Regions from separate parts of the Triticum aestivum genome. Here region 1 is linked to region 2. A link is a contact called in public Hi-C data. All regions are on one chromosome and are shown on one strand. Each heading gives the region's core, a stretch centred on a gene start, on an enhancer-like site or on the middle of the called end of the contact. The rest is flanking DNA. Distances are from core to core; before and after follow the strand shown. Region 1 has its middle 41 kb from the start of LOC123090671. Region 2 has its middle 4.5 kb from the start of LOC123090671.

Region 1 (2,844 bases), core at 122-2,621, 36 kb after region 2:
GCGCCGCAGCTGAGGAGGGCCGAGAGGCGCGATTCAGGACCATGGTTCAGCCTAACCTACGGTCCACGCCGTACGATTCCACAGCCTCTTACATGTGGATCCGTATTCCTTTTAAATTCAAAAATTATGGTTAAGCTTTAAACAACTCCAGACCCACCTTAAGCTCTTTGCTTATTATAAGGGAAATGTTTCCCGCCGGACGACCGGCCGAGCGCTCGGCTGGTCGCCCCTCGCTCGCTCGCTTGCTCTATATCACGTGGGAACACGCACATGCGTCCTGTGGGCCTCAAGCGATTTTCTGATCTCTTCTTACGTTTTTTTCTCTCCTTACTTTTCCTCTGGCCTTATCGCTTTTGCCTCTCACATTACCTTTTCAGTCCCCACACATCTAAAATTACTTCCCCACCGACGCAACAACCACAAAGATCTTTTACTGGAACCGGTGGTGATCTTTCGCTGTAATCAGCATTATCTTTTTGCTGCATGGTGCTGCAGCCAGTTTTTTGCAACCCGCAAAGCTACAACCACAACTAATCATTAATAAGTTTCAATTGAAGATAGCGGAATCTAGGGGCCACTCAGTGCTGCAACCATTGACAGAAATGCTTCAACGAGACACTGAAAAAGGAAAAATGCTGGAAACGTTGACAGAAAAAGGTTCAACCGTAGATGCAAAAGCTTCAACCAGGATACTGTGCAACGAAAAAAAGCTTCAACCTTTGACAGAAAAAGCTTCAACGGTAGATGCAAAAGATTCAACCAGGACACTGTGCAATAGAAAAAGCTACAACCGTTGACAAAAAAAGCTTCAATTATATACCAAAAAGGCTTCAACCGGCGATAGAAAAAAGCTTCCTGGAGGTTCGCGCTTCCATGAAAGCTGCAATGGCCACCGAACTGCTACATGAGTGCTTTTTTAGTTGTAAATTTATACTGGAAAATATGTAGAAAAAAATATAACAATTTTGCTTCCATAGGTTTTTTGTTTTTTGTTGTGAGCTTTGTTTGCAGAATGCTACATATGTTCTTTTTTCGTTGTAAAAGTACAGAAATTATGCTACAAAACATATGGTTTTTTATTTGTATTTTTGATTTTTGTTGTGAATTTTTACTGCAATGCTACATACAAATACAGTTTAACAACAAGTGCAGATTTTCTATGTACATTTTTGATTGAAACTATTGTGTGCACATAGCAGAGAGAAGTCACAATCATTATTTGGATGGGCTCCACCCACGTGACTGCATGCAACACCCACGGCGCATGAGACAAGCGACTTTCGGGCATGCAGATGGGCCACCAGCGTACTCCATGGTTGAAGCAAAGGAACGACGTGCCAGACGATCGAACGGATTAAACTAATCGAATCGGACGACCTACGCGCGACCGGCCGAAACTATAGGCCCGTGCGCCGGCGCCCATCAGTCCCCCTGTCACCTAGGCGCGTGCTAGTTTTTCTTTTGTGCTGATGGGCTGGCACGAGCACTGTAGCGCCTCAATGAATAAAAAAACATTGGTCTATTGACTGTGGTTGCACTGTTCATCACTTTTCAGTGTAATATTTTAAGAAAAAAAATAATAATTTTAAAAACTTTGGGACAATATGATGGCATGTCAGATATATTAATTGTCTAACACTTTTTTTTGCCTGGGTTGTAGTACCAGAAAAGGTGTGACTTGTCATGGTAAACATTTTTAAAGAAAAATATTTCTGCCGTGTGCTAGTCGAGTTTAGGAACAGTTATCCTTTGAAAGGCATTCGCAAAAGCAAGAATAGACTGTACTTTGCCGTATATTAAGTGGGTTCAGCTTCTTTCTTACAAAAGTGAGGCCAAATTTTGATTATTCAGCAAAAAGAAAATCTGAAGCAGTGTCAGAACTGCATGTCTGCATGTAAAAATATGCCAACATTTAAAGAAAGTCTGAGGCAGTGCGCCATTTATTTTTGAAACCGGAATTATGACAGGGACATGTCAGTTCACGTAAAGTAAAGAAAAACATCAACGATACAAAATCCAAGGTAGACACCAAATATTTAGAACATTTTTGTGAAATTTATCTGGCATGAAAACCAATGTGACAGTTTCTTAATCTTGAATGCGAAACAAATGCATGTAGGATGTTTATTTTCTTTTTTTCTTTTTTTGGTAATTGCTTAGCATGTTTCATGATACGAACTAGTGTATTTGCCGTGCCCATTGAACAGTGTCTGTGCATGAAGACAACATTGCTGTGCCCAATGCAACCTGAGTATTTTATTGTCTATTGTATAAGACTAGACTTGCTTAGCAATGCATGGCTCATAATAATCTAGAGTAAACTACTCGCGTCATGCATGCCAACTCCGTCCAACAGTTTGCACCAACATGCAAACAGTTCCCGCCATGCATTTTTTTAATCAACAGTGCACAAATCCTCATGAACAGTGTTCAGAGATCAATGATGTTGAGCGTAGGTTCGACAGAACCATGGTCCGACACAACATTGGCAAGAAGGCGGCACCGATCGTCATGAAGGCTAATAAGGCGGGGGCGGGCGGGAGGAGGAGGAGAAGGAGGAGGCGAGGTCGGCAGTGGTGGTGGCCAAGTGCGCACGTCGAGCTGCACCAAGGAGGAGGTAGACGCCATCCTCATTCAGGGCGAGCGGTTCAGCCGGAGCTCGTCCGGGAGGGCGGCGTCCAACGAGACGGCGGGCGGGCACTGGACGCATCATCTACGGCCGAATGGAATGATTGCGCACGTGGCCGGCCGGCTGTTGTACACTTGTACTTCGTCGTGGGAACGCTGCAAAAGGACTGCGACAAGGAGGAGAGCTGCGAGCTGTGAACAGAAGGAAGTGGACGA
Region 2 (2,758 bases), core at 102-2,601:
GCTGCCGTTGATGTGGTCGTGAACGACCAGTGCAGCCACCACAAGATCTTCATCATCCGACGGTGGATCGTCCGATGAACAAATGAAGTGGTGGAAGAAAAATTCATCTCCAATGTCCATACCTTTGTGGGCAAAGTGTCGAACATCTTGCGGTTGTGGTGGCAAAGAGGCTGCGATGATCACCTTGATACAGCAGGGGTGGTTGGCGGCCGGCTACTGGCCGCTCTAGAGCACTCGTCGGAAGCTGACGTGGCCGCCGTGGTACGTCGTCGGCGGTCATATCCCCTCTGCCACCGGCTGCGACGGCGACGGCCAAACCTCCTCCGATCGACGGCCAAAACTACGACGAAAGCGCGGGCGTGGTGGCAGCCATGTCGAGACGTGGTTTGGTATGGACGGCCGGGGGGTGCGCACTGAGGAGGCGGCCCGAGAATAGTGGCGGCGCCGGCGGCGGGGCGGGGCGGGGAGAGGGGGTGGAAGCGTTGGAAGCGAAGGGACTGCTAGTATCCCCGACAGGCGGGCCACGGGGGGACAAGGGCGTGCGGCGAGCCCGTCCGCGCGATGTCCGTTTCACCCCAAACTCGGAGCAAGTTTGGGCCGGGGATGGGTCGAAAACGGACGGAATCCGGACATTTGTCCGTTTGGAGCCACGCGTTGGGCCGCGCTAGCTATTCGTCCGTTCTACCCCAAAACGGACGCACCCGGACAAGATGGGGTCGCGCGGTGGAGGTGGCCTTACATCGGCCACTAGTGTACAATTTCAGGCCAGACAGATTTCCGGCGCGTCGTCTCGTCGGGCAAGAAAAACAGGACAGGTGCAAGCCCACGGCCGCCGTCTCTACCACCGCACCCGACTGCCCCCGGTGACGGTTCTCAGTACCTCGACCGGGCGCAGCTTCAGTGACTTTACGAAGTCATGTCTCACCGTAACTTAGCCTTCATTATCAGTCGTTCGTTAGAGATCCAACATTTCAGATTGATCTATTTTTCATATTGAAAATTTAAAGTGTTTAGAAAAAATTGAAAAAATCCAATAAATCATACATGTTTCGTTTTGTATCCTTGAAAAGTTTCAACTCATTTGGATGTATGGTTTGTGATTAAATAGCTTTTTGAGCTCAACTAAGTACAAAAATGTGTATTCGCAAACTATACATCCCAATGGATTGAAATTTTCACATAATATTAAACAAAACATTTGCGATTTGCTGGAATTTTTTCAAAATTTGCTGAATATTTTTAAAAAAATTCATTTGAAATATGGATCAATCAGGTCCGTTGGATCTAGAATGGATGGCTGATAGAGGGAGCTAAGTTACGGTGAGACTTAGCTTTATGAAGTCACTGAAGTTGCGTCCACCTCGACCGCTGTGGTGCCCGCCGTCTATGTCGTGGCGGCCCTGGCGCTCCGTGACTCCGTCGCCCTGCCTAATGCGAAAGCTAAGAAGGAAAAAAAAGAAAAATGTGATGCTCCAAGTATGCGGATGATCTAAAAACTGTACCGGGATTCATCATTTGTTGGAGCATCTTTGGCTGCTCCATTTCTCTAATAATTTTCAGTTATCTATATCTATACATCTATATACAACTATTAAAATAACAACCTTTTTCTTTCTTAAAGACACCCCGTTAAGCGTACACCGATAAAATTATCACCGTCTAATTATGTAAATCCATGAAATCTAACATATCAGATTAATCTAATGAGATATCAAGGGGCAATTAGAGCATCTACAGCCGGCACCCTCAAATCCTCCTCAAACGTCAGCGAGCGCATCCAGTGAGTGACCAGATAAGAGAGAGAAGAAAAGAATGTCCCAATCGAACCCTTCATATCATCTCATGTGCAGGTTGTCCGTGAATCCTCATATTTCGGACAAATATAGGGAGGATATGAGGCTCCCGGACACGCCCGGTCAGTCTGCTATATAGGACGCGTCCCACTTCGGACCATCTTTTTTTTCTTTATTCATTATTTTCTTTCTCTCTCTTCGTCTTCATCAATCACGTGCAACTCACCCGACATATGAGGAAAAAAATGAGGAGTGTGGATGTATAGATGGACAAATGGGGGTTTAAAATGGAGACCGGTCGCGTCCGCGGGCGTTTGGGGTGTAATATTTGCTAAGTCCGAGTGTAGATGCTCTTAGCAATTACTGGAGCCGGAGCGCTCCACTGGCGGACAGAAAATTTTCTGCGACCCACTTAGGCAGGGCGACGCTACGCGTCAGACGGCGAATCTTCTAAAAAGATCCGCCGCCTTGAGAGTTGTTTGATCCGGCGCCATCTAGCGAACCTTTTTCCTCATAATTGCAACAAATGAAGTGTCGTGGAACCCTTTGCAACAGACCTCATGTTGCAGAAATATTTGCGAGAGAGGTTTTGTTGCATAAATTTTTCTTTTTGTCTTAACGTCTTTACAACATGGGTGTTGTTGCAGAACGACTTCTGCAACACAAATGTTGTTGTAGAATATATTTTTTGTCTTATCTTTTCTTGCAACATTGGTGTTTTTGCGGAAAGACTTCTGCAACACAAATAATGTTGTGAAAAAAATGTTAAGATGACAGAGGCATGGAGTTCCTGGCTGTTCAGTGAGGAAAGGAGGAGAGAAGACCAAGGGAGCGAAAGAAGCCATGGGGCGATGGAGGTCCCGAGCAACGGTGTGCAGCTGGGTTGGACGCATGGTGGTCAGCAGAGGAGGCCCCCCATGGCGGTGGCTGGCGTTCATGGTTGGTTGGGAACGCGAGGAGAAAGA

Evidence for each region. Hi-C and Micro-C count contacts between places; a contact is called where the count stands out from the background.
Region 1: a contact with region 2 is called in a Hi-C map of an unstated tissue, with 4 times the contacts expected there. The contact joins two enhancer-like sites. A contact is called at or near these places in 2 of 5 Hi-C or Micro-C datasets (leaf and an unstated tissue).

The regions. Positions count from the first base shown.
Region 1 is chr4B:20,428,265-20,431,108 of IWGSC CS RefSeq v2.1, forward strand. No RefSeq gene overlaps it. Among protein-coding and RNA genes, the nearest start is that of LOC123090671, 41 kb to the left of the region's middle. Within about 2 kb of position 1,372, at least 5 of the 8 cell types and tissues checked have an H3K27ac peak or open chromatin away from gene starts, as enhancers often do.
Region 2 is chr4B:20,392,015-20,394,772 of IWGSC CS RefSeq v2.1, forward strand. No RefSeq gene overlaps it. Among protein-coding and RNA genes, the nearest start is that of LOC123090671, 4.5 kb to the left of the region's middle. Within about 2 kb of position 1,352, at least 1 of the 8 cell types and tissues checked has an H3K27ac peak or open chromatin away from gene starts, as enhancers often do.